Linked DNA regions of Sus scrofa: regions 1 and 2 are each linked to region 3. A link is a contact called in public targeted proximity ligation data. All regions are on one chromosome and are shown on one strand. The core of a region is the stretch at or near the end of the contact, and the rest is flanking DNA. Distances in the headings are between cores, read along the strand shown. Region 1 has its middle 61 kb from the start of SLCO5A1. Region 2 holds the start of SLCO5A1 (solute carrier organic anion transporter family member 5A1). Region 3 overlaps SLCO5A1 (solute carrier organic anion transporter family member 5A1).

What was found.
Region 1: a targeted proximity ligation map of skeletal muscle shows a contact between it and region 3, with 9 times the contacts expected there. A contact is called at or near these places in 16 of 47 Hi-C or Micro-C datasets (alveolar macrophages, embryonic fibroblasts, fetal heart ventricle and 9 more) and 1 of 2 datasets of targeted methods (skeletal muscle).
Region 2: a contact with region 3 is called in a targeted proximity ligation map of skeletal muscle. A contact is called at or near these places in 7 of 47 Hi-C or Micro-C datasets (embryonic fibroblasts, fetal heart ventricle, fetal skeletal muscle and 3 more) and 1 of 2 datasets of targeted methods (skeletal muscle).

Annotation. Positions count from the first base shown.
Region 1 is chr4:65,376,598-65,380,814 of Sscrofa11.1, reverse strand. No RefSeq gene overlaps it. Among named protein-coding and RNA genes, the nearest start is that of SLCO5A1, 61 kb to the left of the region's middle.
Region 2 is chr4:65,437,708-65,441,369 of Sscrofa11.1, reverse strand. SLCO5A1 (solute carrier organic anion transporter family member 5A1) reads right to left here and starts at 2,149. Exons shown (of 11, transcript XM_005663031.3): 1 at 1,922-2,149; 2 at 1-237.
Region 3 is chr4:65,588,426-65,592,375 of Sscrofa11.1, reverse strand. SLCO5A1 (solute carrier organic anion transporter family member 5A1) reads right to left here. Exons shown (of 11, transcript XM_005663031.3): 11 at 3,261-3,950. Among named protein-coding and RNA genes, the nearest start is that of SLCO5A1, 150 kb to the right of the region's middle.

The sequences.
Region 1 (4,217 bases), core at 1,680-4,179, 210 kb after region 3:
TGCAGGTTTGGTCCCTGGCCTCGCTCAGTGGGTTAAAGATCCGGTGTTGCTGTGAGCTGTGCTGTAGGTCGCACATGGCTCAGATTCTGCGTTGCTGTGGCTGTGGTGTAGACCGGCGGCTACAGCTCCATTTAGACCCCTAGCCTGGGAACCTCCATATGCCACGGGAAGTAGCTCTAGAAAAGGCAAAAAGACAAAAAAAAAAAAAAAAAAAAAGAAAGAAAGAGCTCTGCGGCCCCACATTGTACCCGAAGTCAACACAGCTGTATTGTGCACTGAGAAATTTGTTAAGAGGGTAGATATCATATTAAGTGTTCTTACCACAGTAAAATAAAATTAAATAAAGATTAACCTTTAGAGTTATTTTTTTAAGGAGGTCTCTTCTGATGTGGTGGGTTAAGGATCCAGTGTTGTCTCTGCTGGGGCTCAGGTTCAATCCCTAGCCCAGGAACGTTTGTATGCCACAGGCAGAGCCAAAAACAAAATACAGCAAAACCCAGTCTCAGTTCTGACATTTAGAAGCTTCATAAAAATAAACACACAAATTAAGGCAAAATATTGATCACCTATTTTTTTTTTTTTATTAGGGCCGCACCTGCTATATGGAAGTTTCCAGTAGGAGTCGAATCAGAGCTGTAGCTGCCAGCCTGCACCACACTCAGAGCAACACCGGAGCCAAACTGCATCTGCAACCTACACCGCAGGGCATGGCAACATCGGATCCCTGACTCACTGAAAGATCAGGGATCAAACCCGCATCCCCATGAATACTAGTCAGATTCATTTCCAAAGCACCACAATGGGAACTCCTGGTCACCTTTTTTTTTTTTTTTTTTTTTTTACCACTTTTAAAGAGGAAAGAGAAGTTCCCATTGTGTGCAGCGGAATCAAATCTGACTAGGAACCATGAGGTTGCAGGTTGGATCCCTGGCCTTGCTCAGTGGGTTAAGGATCCAGAATTGTCATGAGCTGTGGAGTAGGTCACAGACACGGCTCGGATGTGGTGTTGCTGTGGCTGTGGCGTAGGCTGGCAGCTATCTCTCCAATTGGACCCCTAGCCTGGGAATCTCCATATGCTGCAGGTGCAGCCTTAAAAAAAAAAAAAAAAGCCAAAAATAATAATAATAAAGAGGAAAGAACTATCACTCTTTTTTGTTTGTTTATTTGTTGGCCACATACAGAAAGACCAGACCAGGGATCAAACACACCACAGCAGTAACCTGACAATGCCAGATTCTTCACCTACTATTCCATAAGAAAACTCTTGGCCACTGATAATTTTTGAAAAGATGAGCCTGGACAAATGACCTTGTCTGGACTAAATCAATTTGACCTTCCCTGTGTTTTGCTCACCGTCATATAATATATAATAGCACAAATGATGAAAACTGACAGAGAAGAGATGTCATGCAATAGCTGGGAGTTGTTAAAGCAGTGACTAACGGGTCTTCTGCACTGTGTTGCAGATCATGGGTTCTTCTCTTCACCTTCTAAATCTCACTTTAAATAATCTAACATTCTGCCCAAGGGCAGGAAGGGTCTGTGTTCCTTAACTTTGGTGCGGTGGGATTTTTGCTGAGTATTAGGAAATAATCATGATCATTTAACAGCTCCGACAGAGGATAATCCACAGCTGAAAATAGTATCCACAACCAACTTGGAAAGTGTTCTGTGGAAGAAAATGTACTCAGGCAAATGCCAGTGACTTGCCAGTTTGCCAGAATGTTCTTCGTCCTGGTGTGTATTTTGGACCCAACTCTTCCTATATACCAAACACTGTCCTAACCCATCCTCAAATTACCTCTAATGAATTGTGCTTTGGTAGTGAGCCCTCAGCCTATAGTGAAGGAATCTTAATAGATATATCTATAGGGCACTCACATTTATTGCAAGAATGTTGCTGAGGATGTTGTTCATGGCATAATACGATGTCGTCTACAAGACAGTAGAAATTTATCTTTGGTTTCAGCCCAGGGAATGGTTTTACTTGTCCTCAGTTGTCAGTTTGTTTGTTTGTTTTTGTCTTTTTGTCCTTTTTAGGGCCGTACCCACAGGCATATGGAGGATCCCAGGCTAGGGGTCCAATCGGAGCTGTAGCCACCAGCCTACACCACAGCCACAGCAACACCCTATCGGAGCCGCATCTGCGACCTACACCACAGCTCACGGCAACGCCGGATCCTTAACCCACTGAGCGAGGCCAGAAATGGAACCCGAAACCTTATGGTTCCTAGTCGGATTCGGTTCCGCGCCACTATGGGAACTCCATCAGTTTATTTTTAGATACAGTGACAGTAAACCCTTAACATTTGCAGACTTGATCTTTGTATTTTCAACAGTTCGAAAGAGGGTCTCAAGTTCCACTCACAGCCAATGCAGTGGCTAAGAAGCAGGTCTGACACCCCACCTCGCACATGTTAGCACAGCTTGGTGGTTGGCTAACCTGCGTTTTTCTCCACCGCGTTTCTTCTGTCCCACCACACGTTCCCCTTCCTGGGGGCTGCTAGAAAACGCAATGCCTTCTTAAGTGGATTAGAATGCACTACATTGATTTGGGTTCAGTGAATTCAGAGTTCCCAGGTGCCCTTCCGAAGAGCGGGATGGTCTGCCCGGTGTCATTTCACCCCGAGTCGGGTCAGAGAGCTCCGCTCCATGGGAACCCTGAGCTGGGCTCTGCAAAAGGACAGAACAGCTGGAGGAAACTCAGGACCACTCCACGAACGGAAGTGCTCGCCTCCAGGAAGGAGTTCAGTACTGGCTGAGGAAAGAGATGAGGAAAAATAAAGAAGTGAAACTATTCATCTTTCCCCAAAATTAAGGGGGGGAAAGATCATCTTTCCCAGCAAATCCGGGAGAAAGTGCCAGTTCCAGCAGTTTTGAGAATCACTTCTAGGCATTTCCAGCAGAGGGCGCGAGGGCATAGGTAGAAAGAACAGCAAAGCGCTCTACTTTTTGGGGAAATCCAGAGCACAGACTCGTGGCCCGTCAGAATTGCTGTATAGAAGGCGCTTAGGGTAACCTGGAGGAATTGAAAAGTGTGTTTACAAAGACGGGGGAGGAGTGGAATTCGTGGGGCTCCCGCAACCCTTAAAACAGTCAGCAAACATTGGTAAAATATTTCCAGCAATTAAGACCTATTTTATTAATAATTTTCCCTGGTATGTCCTATCATAGTTTGATTCTGAACCTTAAGACATTCACTCAATAAGCTCAATTTAAGTGTCTTTTATGAGCAAGCAAGATGCCACATGCTGTGGAGACTTGGAAGGTGTAAACCCAGTCTCTGTCCACAATGAGTTTAGAGTCTGAAAGTGGAGATTAGACAAAAATACAAATCACTGTATTCTGCAAATCAGCAAGGCACAAGTAGGTGATAGAAAAGGAAAGTTTGGAGTTCCCGTTGTGGCTCAGAGGTAACAAATCCAACTAGTATCAATGAGGATGCGGGTTTAATCCCTGGCCTTGCTCAGTGAGTTAAGGATCCAGCATTGCCACAAGCTGCTGTGTGGGTCACAGATGTGGCTCAGATCTGATAGGGCTGTGGCTGTGGTATAGACCAGCAGCTGCAGCTCCAATTTTACCCCTAGCCTGAGAACTCCCATATGTTTCAGGTGTAACCCTAAAAAAGAAAAAAAGAAAACAAATAAAATGCCCTCTTGGGTTCCTTTGTGGCACAGTGGGTTAAAGTTCCAGCATTGTCACCACAGTGGTTCAAGTCACTGCCAGGGCATGGGTTTGATCCCTGGCACAGGAACTTCCACATGTCATGAGTGTAGCCACACACACACACCAAAAAAAAAAAAAAAAAAAAAAAAAAAAACCCTCTGAGGCAAGGACTATTAAAAATCATTGCAGTTGGCCTTGGAGAACTTGATACTAGACCTTGTGTGTCTTTAATCCTCACGACAGGAGTTCCAGTTGTGGCACAGCGGAAATGACTCCGACTAGGAACCATGAGGTTGCTGGTTCCATCCCTGGCCTCCCTCAGTGGGTTAAGGATCTGGCGTTGCCATGAGCTGTGGTGTATGTTGCAGACACAGCTTGTATCCTGCATTGCTGTGGCTGTGGTGTAGGCAGGCAGCTGCTACTCCGATTCAACCCATAACCTGGGAACCTCCATATGCTGCAAGTGCGGCCGTAAAGGGAAAAAAAAGAAAGAAAGAAAAAAAAGAAATCCTTCTGACAACCACATCAGGTAGTATTATTATTATTATTGG
Region 2 (3,662 bases), core at 900-3,399, 150 kb after region 3:
GAGCCCTACTTAGGGTCCACCTCGGGTTGGTAGCTCGCGGCAGGAGCCTGGCGCGTCCCGGGTGCATCCCCTCCACCGCCGCCGCTCTGCTAGCCGCGCGGAGCTCGTACGCCCCGTGCCCAGCGTGGGGGCGCTTAGCGCTGCTGCCCGAACCGCATGCTTCCTGGCTGACTGGGCCAGAGACGCCCTGTCCTCGCCGCCTCTGCTCGCGAAACCCTCGGGCGCAAAGCTGCCAACCTGCAAAGCAGAGAGAAGGCGGTCAGCGAAAGGCAGCTGCGGCTGGGGCCGGCGTCCCGGCACCCCCGGCAGGAGGAAGGGGAACAACGCTGGGCGCTGGGGGACTCGGACGGTCCCAAGTGGGACAGAGGGACAAATGAGAAGCGAAGCCCTGGAGGAGGAGGCGGTTGCAGGCTGCAGCCTCTAGTGCCCGAACAATAAGCAGCAGGCGGTCGGCAAAGACCCTCCCTCATTGTCTACGGTGGACCAGCCCCCTCCCCGCCCCTTTTGCCTTAAACAGCTCATCTGCTTTTATATGTTAATAATTATCAACCTGGCAGTTCTGACTCAGAGGCAGTGTCTTTTATTCGAGTGAACTAATTGCAACCTTTTGGTACTCCTACTCCCTTACTCAAAATAGAAAAAGCCCAAAAGAACAAAGGAAAGTTTTTTTTTTCCAAAGACAATGCATCCCCAGTACTGACTTTTAAAAAGAAAAGGAAAAGAAAGCTACGTGCGTAGAAATGTGTGTACACACTTGTGCCCAGGCACGTGTGCGCGACTGGATGTGAATTCCTCTTCTCTATCAACCAGAGACATGTATTCAAGGCCCAAGGCGGCGGCAAAAAGGTCAACGTGCTTGCTTCTTTATTCCCAACACTAAAAATAACACCCCTGCCCCCAGCCGGCAGAGACAACTATTCAATTACAAATACCAGGGGCATTCGAGGCTGCGGCCCACACGAAGTCCCTGCGCGCGGTGTCAAGCGAAACCGAAAATCAATTTGCTTTGCGGAGAGGTAGGGAAGCCACAACCAAACAAAGAGATGCCGACGCGCTGTCACAGCGCCCCGGGAGCTCACAGAGCTGGTTTGGCACACGCCGGACGGCGGGGAAGTGTGCTATTTACATCGAGCGCACCCCAACAGCGTGGGCTCCGGGTGCGCGCGGGCGCGCACACACACGCACACACGCACACCACACACACACATACACCCCGGCGTTTCTGCATCGGAACCCTTCGTGCGATCCGGCACCCAGCTTGATTTCAGCGCGGGCGGGAAACAGGTGTGTCCCCGGGGTAAACCTGTTTCCCTAATCTCGGGGACTCCCACTCCATTCCTCCAGCCGCGGGTAGGGGGTGGGAATGTGCACCAGGTGGGAGAGGAGAGCAGGACTTCGCTGCCTTGGGTTTCATTCTGCGGCGCGCTTTTGTGATGCTGCTAGAAAAGAAAGGAGGAAGGGTAAGGGAGAAAGGCGGAGAGGCTGGGATTCCGGGGCGCCGCTCCGGCGTCTCCCTCGGCGCTTCTGTGCCAGACCCGCTCCCAGATTCCCCGCCTGCCAGCCGCTCACAGCCGGGGCTTTCCCGCCGCCTCCTTGCCCAGGCGTCTTCCCGGGAAACCCCACCCGCGGCCGTGCGCGGAGCCAGGGAATCCCGGCAAACTCGCTGCCCGCGCCGGGGGCGTTGGAGCCCCTGCCGGGCGGGCGCCCGCACCGCAGCGCAGCCTCGGGAGAACACACGGACCCCGGCAGGGGGCTCTCGGAGATGGCGTGGGACCCCAGGGACTCCCCTTGCGCGCGCGAGCGCACACACACACACGCGCGCGCGCGCGCGCGTACACACAAGCACGGCCCGCAGGAAGACAGACAGGACCTCCGGCGACAGCTTGCAGCGCTGCCGGGCGCATGAGCCGCCGCTACTCACTCGAGAGTCGGCCGGTCGGTCCGTCGCTGAAAGTGGAGAGGCGGCAGTGGGGACCTCGGAGGTGCGAGGGTAGTTAGGAACCGCCTGGGGAGGCAGCCTCGGTCCAGCGGGCGAAATCAGTGAATGAGACTGTGAGTCAAGCTGAACTCTTCCCCCCACCCCTCGCCTGTCACCCAAGCCTCTCCAAACAGACCCAGACGCACAGACGCGCCCGGAGCGGAGCAGCAGAGGGCGCAGGCGCGCGGGCAGCCGCCCTGCCCAGCCGGAAGGCAGAGAGCCACCCGGCTGCCCTTCACCTGAGAGGCAGGGGAGGGCGAGGAGCCTGAGGGTTCAGGACTCCAGAAAAGTCAGCTGACGAGGCAAAGAGCCCACTCGAAATATAGAAAGCATTTCCGTTCTTATTCCTCGAGGTGGGCACCCACCATATCCCAGGGACTATAGCAGTTTCTGGAGACCAAAGAGGAACAGGACAAGAATCTCTGGACTGTGAAACCTCCTTCCGGTGAAAGAAATACCCCCTGTAAGTAGCCTAAAACAACGCGGTAAATTCTATGCAGGGTGATACTGGAGAACTTAACGTCCATTGTTAACCAATTAGACCTTCACTTCCAGGCAGAAGGAAAAGGCATGTGCAAAGGGCCAGGGGCCTGGCCCCGGTTCTGCAAGGAAATAAGCAGATGGTTCACAGGATGATGATTGCTAGGGTGGGGCAAAGGACTGGACAGCAAGAGTGGCAGAATAGGAAAGGTCAGCACGGGCTTCATCTGTCCTGTGCTGTTGGTCCTGAAGAGCCAATGACCTGCTGATTTGCTCACCAGAAAGCTGGTCCTGGCAGTGGTAGATGAGTGGAGGCTGCACGGAGGGTATGGAGACAAGTTGAGAGGTGATCTCTGAGCAAAATATGACTGGGCAGTAGCTAGGGCATGGAGGAGAGGGAACTGCTTGAAAACACTAACCCAGTAGAAGTGGCCAGACTTGGAAGCCGATGTAATCTGGAGGCTGAGAAAATGGGCCAATGTAGGATGTCTCTCAAGTTTGACACTTGGGTAACTGGGTTAATGAAAAGAAAAACACAGGAAGAGGAACTTGCGCTTAGGGGAGAGATATTTTTCCCTCCAGATGTGTTGACTTTGAAATGCCTTTGGGGCATCTGACTGTTACATGTCCCATACACAGTTGGACATATGCCACACAGGCAGTTGGGATTAGGGACATGGATTAGGAGACATCAGCCCGAAAGCAGCATGAGGTGAATAAGGAAGATCATGCAGGAGATCTGAGGAGAGGTGGGCTAAGGACAGAGCCCTGGGGACATCACCATCTAAGAGCTGGAGAGGAAGGGAGTTCCCATTGTGGCTCAGCGGTAATGAAGCTGAATAGTATCCATGAGACGCAAGTTCAATTACTGGCCTTGCTCAGTGGGTTAAGGATTTGGCATTGCAGTGAACTGTGGTGTAGGTCACAGAAGCGGCTTGGATCCCAAGTGGCTGTGGCTATGGTGTAGGCTGGCAGCTGCAGCTCTGATTCAACCCCTAGCCTGGAAACCTCCATATGCCGCAGGTGCAGCCCTAAAAAGGCAAAAAAAAAAAAAAAAAAAAAAAAAGGAACTGTAGAGGAAAACAGCTAAGAAGGAAGATTACAAGCAATGGTCAGAGAGATCTGTGAAGAATCAGAAAAGAACAAGTGTCACTAAAGCCAAAGGAAACTTGAACAAGAGAGTGTTCAAAACAAAAAGCCAAAA
Region 3 (3,950 bases), core at 341-2,840:
CCACCCTAATAGGTATTAGGAACTCAAACCCAGGAGGAACCGTAAGGGCCGAGATTAGCAGAGCATGTGTTTCCCATAATGGCCACTAGGTGTCACTCTAGCGCAACTAAAGACCTCTTTGCCAGGTGCCAGGACTTGGGCCCTGGCAAAGCGGATTTCTAAAATCAAAAAAAAAAAAAAAAAAAAAAGGAAAAAAAAAAGGTAGGAGGGAGGTTCCCGTCACGGCGCAGCGGAAATGAATCCAATTAAGAACCATAAGGTTGCAGGTTCGATCCCTGGCCTCACTCAGTGGGTTAAGGATCTGGCATTGCCACGAGCTGTGGTGTAGGTCACAGAGATAACTTGAATCTGGCGTTGCTGTGGTTCTGGTGTAGGCCAGCGGCTACAGCTCCAATTAGACCCCTAGCCTATGCTGCGGGGGCAGCCCTAAAATGCAAAAACAAAAAACAAAAAAAAAGGGCAGCAGTACAACCATTTCAACAAGAAAACACCTAGAACAACTTGATCCATAGCAGACTCATTCTTTTTCAGTGCCTAGGATCTTGGCCATTCCAGCAGGCCAAAGAATATCTTGGCCTTCTACTGATTTATATCAGTGTTATGAGTTGGAAATGCATCAAACTTTGACATTTAAATTCAAGAGTGAGCACTGAATATTGATCTCTTTGCTTTCCAATGACCCTGTGCAATTAAAGAACGTTTTTGGCTCCCATACCCTGAAGCTACAGAGGCCATCTCTGCCCAGATGGCAATTTCAAGAAAAAGAAAGGCACTGGATGCTTTTTAACAGCTTTTAAAATGCTGAGGTTTTACCAAGTCTGGGACGAAGCAAGGAAGATGAGTGGCCACATTCATAACCTTTCTGCTCCCTTCATTTCTTTTCTTTTTTTTTTTTTTTTTTTTTTTTTTGTCTTTTTGCCATTTCTTGGGCCGCTCCCGCAGCATATGGAGGTTCCCAGGCTAGGGGTCTAATCAGAGCTGCAGCCACTGGCCCACGCCAGAGCCACAGCAATGCAGGATCCGAGTCATATCTGCAACCTACACCACAGCTCACGGCAACACCGGATCGTCAACCCACTGAGCAAGGGCAGGGACCGAACCCGCAACCTCATGGTTCCTAGTCAGATTCGTTAACCACTGCGCCACGACGGGAACTCCTCCCTTCATTTCTTAAAGAGAAACGGTTCTCTCGTTTGTGTATTTCAAACAGCATAGTATCCAGAATGGCTCTGCCTCTCCCTTGAAAGTGTGGGTATTGAAGAGATTCAAGAGAAACCCTTTTGCTTAAATTCCACATGTCATTGAAGAGAAGGTGGTAGAATTGGGCAGGGGTTATTATTTGCTCTTTGCATAAATGGCTCCCTAGATAAATGAACCAAGCCAGGGAGGAAAAGAAAGTCAGCACAGATGCAAACGCTCCCTCCAATAGTCCATGCATCTTGGGCCACTGTGACCTTTTAGTTTAGGTGTGCAAGGGCGGGCTGGAGTGAGAAATGGAAATCAATTGCCCTGCTTTCCACCTAGGGTGCTTGAGGCTGGAGTCTAAATATAACCACTTTGCACTTCAGTCTATGAGTCATGCTGTTATTTCCATGGCTCCTTTAGCTCCTTCCGCCTCTCACCTAAAAGTTTTAGATGCCAGTTTACTTAGAGAACTCTGCTGGACATAAGACAAGACCTCAACATCCAGGACTTTTTCTTGTCCGATCACAAGTTCTTCCTCCAGTCTCAAGCCACCTCCTGGGCCCCTTGAGCAATGATTCGCTTATTATCTAGTAGAGATTAAGGAAAGAGAGCGTTTAACAGCTGTGCTGACCAAGCTTTGATATGTACTCCTTTGGAAATTACTTTTTATGCTTGAGAATTGCCCTCGATTTACCAGTTTTTAGAAAAATGAGTTGGACTCCTTTAGGAATATCCTTACTTGGAGTTCCCGTCGTGGCGCAGTGGTTAACGAATCCGACTAGGAACCATGAGGTTGCGGGTTCGGTCCCTGCCCTTGCTCAGTGGGTTAAGGATCCAGTGTTGCCGTGAGCTGTGGTGTAGGTTGCAGACGCGGCTCGGATCCCGTGTTGCTGTGGCTCTGGCGTAGGCCGGTGGCTACAGCTCCGATTCAACCCCTAGCCTGGGAACCTCCATATGCCACGGGAGCGGCCCAAGAAATAGCAACAACAACAGCAAAAAGACAAAAAAAAAAAAAAAAAAAAAAAAGACAAAAGGAATATCCTTACCTGATCATGGTCAACTGTGTGGCAAAGAATAATACCCATCAAAGGGCTGCCATATGTTCCCCAACACTGCCAGGATCCCAGCACTTAAGCAAGGACGTGGTACTAGTTCAGACTAATGCAATGTGACATGTGTCCCTTCAGGGCTGAGAAAGAGCCAAGTCCCTTTGCCTTTCTCTGGGCCCTTCCTTTCCTGGCCTCAGCAACCCTTAAAGTTCTAAATGATGCGACCTCAAAATGGGGAAGTCTTTGTCAGACAGGGTTTCTGAGGGGCTCTCTGGAAACGACCCATAGAGACATATTCTGTAAATGAGAAATAAACCTCTGTGCTATGAAGCCACTGAGATTTGGAGGTTGGCATGTTCCATACGTATAACGTAGCCTATCCTGAATAATGCCAACCACATTCAAGGCGCATAATTCTGCAACCCCAAATTCTATTTGAATTGAAATAGGTAAGTAGTGAAATAGTTAAAATTACTGTCTTTGATGACTCAATGGAAAATGCGGTACTGCAGGTTCCTAAAACTATAATCCTAATAGTTCTTACATTGGACATTTGGTTTTGAGGCAGAGTTATCAGTTACATAAAGAGTTCATTACTACCATTTTCCAGAGTAAGTTAAGCCCATTTAATCCCATCAAAGCACTCTACTGGTAACCCTCTTTCTTTTTGTCTTTTTAGGGCTGTACCCAAAGCATATGGAGGTTCCCAGGCTAGGGGTCTAATTGGAGCTGTAGCCGCCAACCTACACCACAGCCACAGCAATGCCAGATCCTTGACCCACTGAACGAAGCCAGGTGTCAAACCGGCAACCTCTTGGTTCCTGGCAGGATTCGTTTCCACTGCGCCACCACAGGAACTCCACCCTCTTTCTTGATGACATAAATCAATGAAACAATTTTACACAATAAAAAGCAATACAATAACTTAAAAAAAACCAAACAAACACTGGGTCTTTATAGAGGGAGAAAACATTGGCATCATTATTTCATCCCTTCCAAGAACAAAAATCCTAAGAAACAAACTAATTTCAATCCAACACACTTTATTCTTTTTTCTTTTACCTCTTTTCTGAATTTTCAATAATCAAGTATTCCAGATGTTGTAAACCAAGGTTTATTAGTACATTGACAATAGATTTCATTGAACACAGGAAATTATACATCTTTTCAATGACCCTAAGAGGTCTTCGAATAAATAGTCATTTTAAAAACCACAAAATCAAACTCCCTTTGCTCAAGAACTCAAAACAGCCTTTCATCGCAAGCACACCTAGACAAACAAAAACACACACGCTGGACACACACTCCACTAGGATCCTAATGCCAGTTTATTTGACACAGTATTACACTTCCTGTAACTAAGGAGTTAGAGGCTGACCTGCCAGTTTGATGCTTCTAAATGAATATTTGGGGGAGAGGTATGTATTTGAAGAAAAATGCCCACTATAAAGTTTTACCAATTGTCCTTGTTTTTCATTTCTACATACAAACTTTAAACTTCTTTTGTTCACCCCTTTGGTTTAATACATCCCTGGCATTACTTTAGTTATCAATAATATCTTCTCCTTTGATTTTCATCTGTAATAGCAGAATACCAGAAAAAGACAACACCTTCCAAACTTCAATATTAAAAACAAGGTACATGGGTGTAAGGTTTTTTGTTTTGTTTTGTTTTTTTTGGAGAAGAAATAAGAAAAGTCTATCTGAAACAGTTTT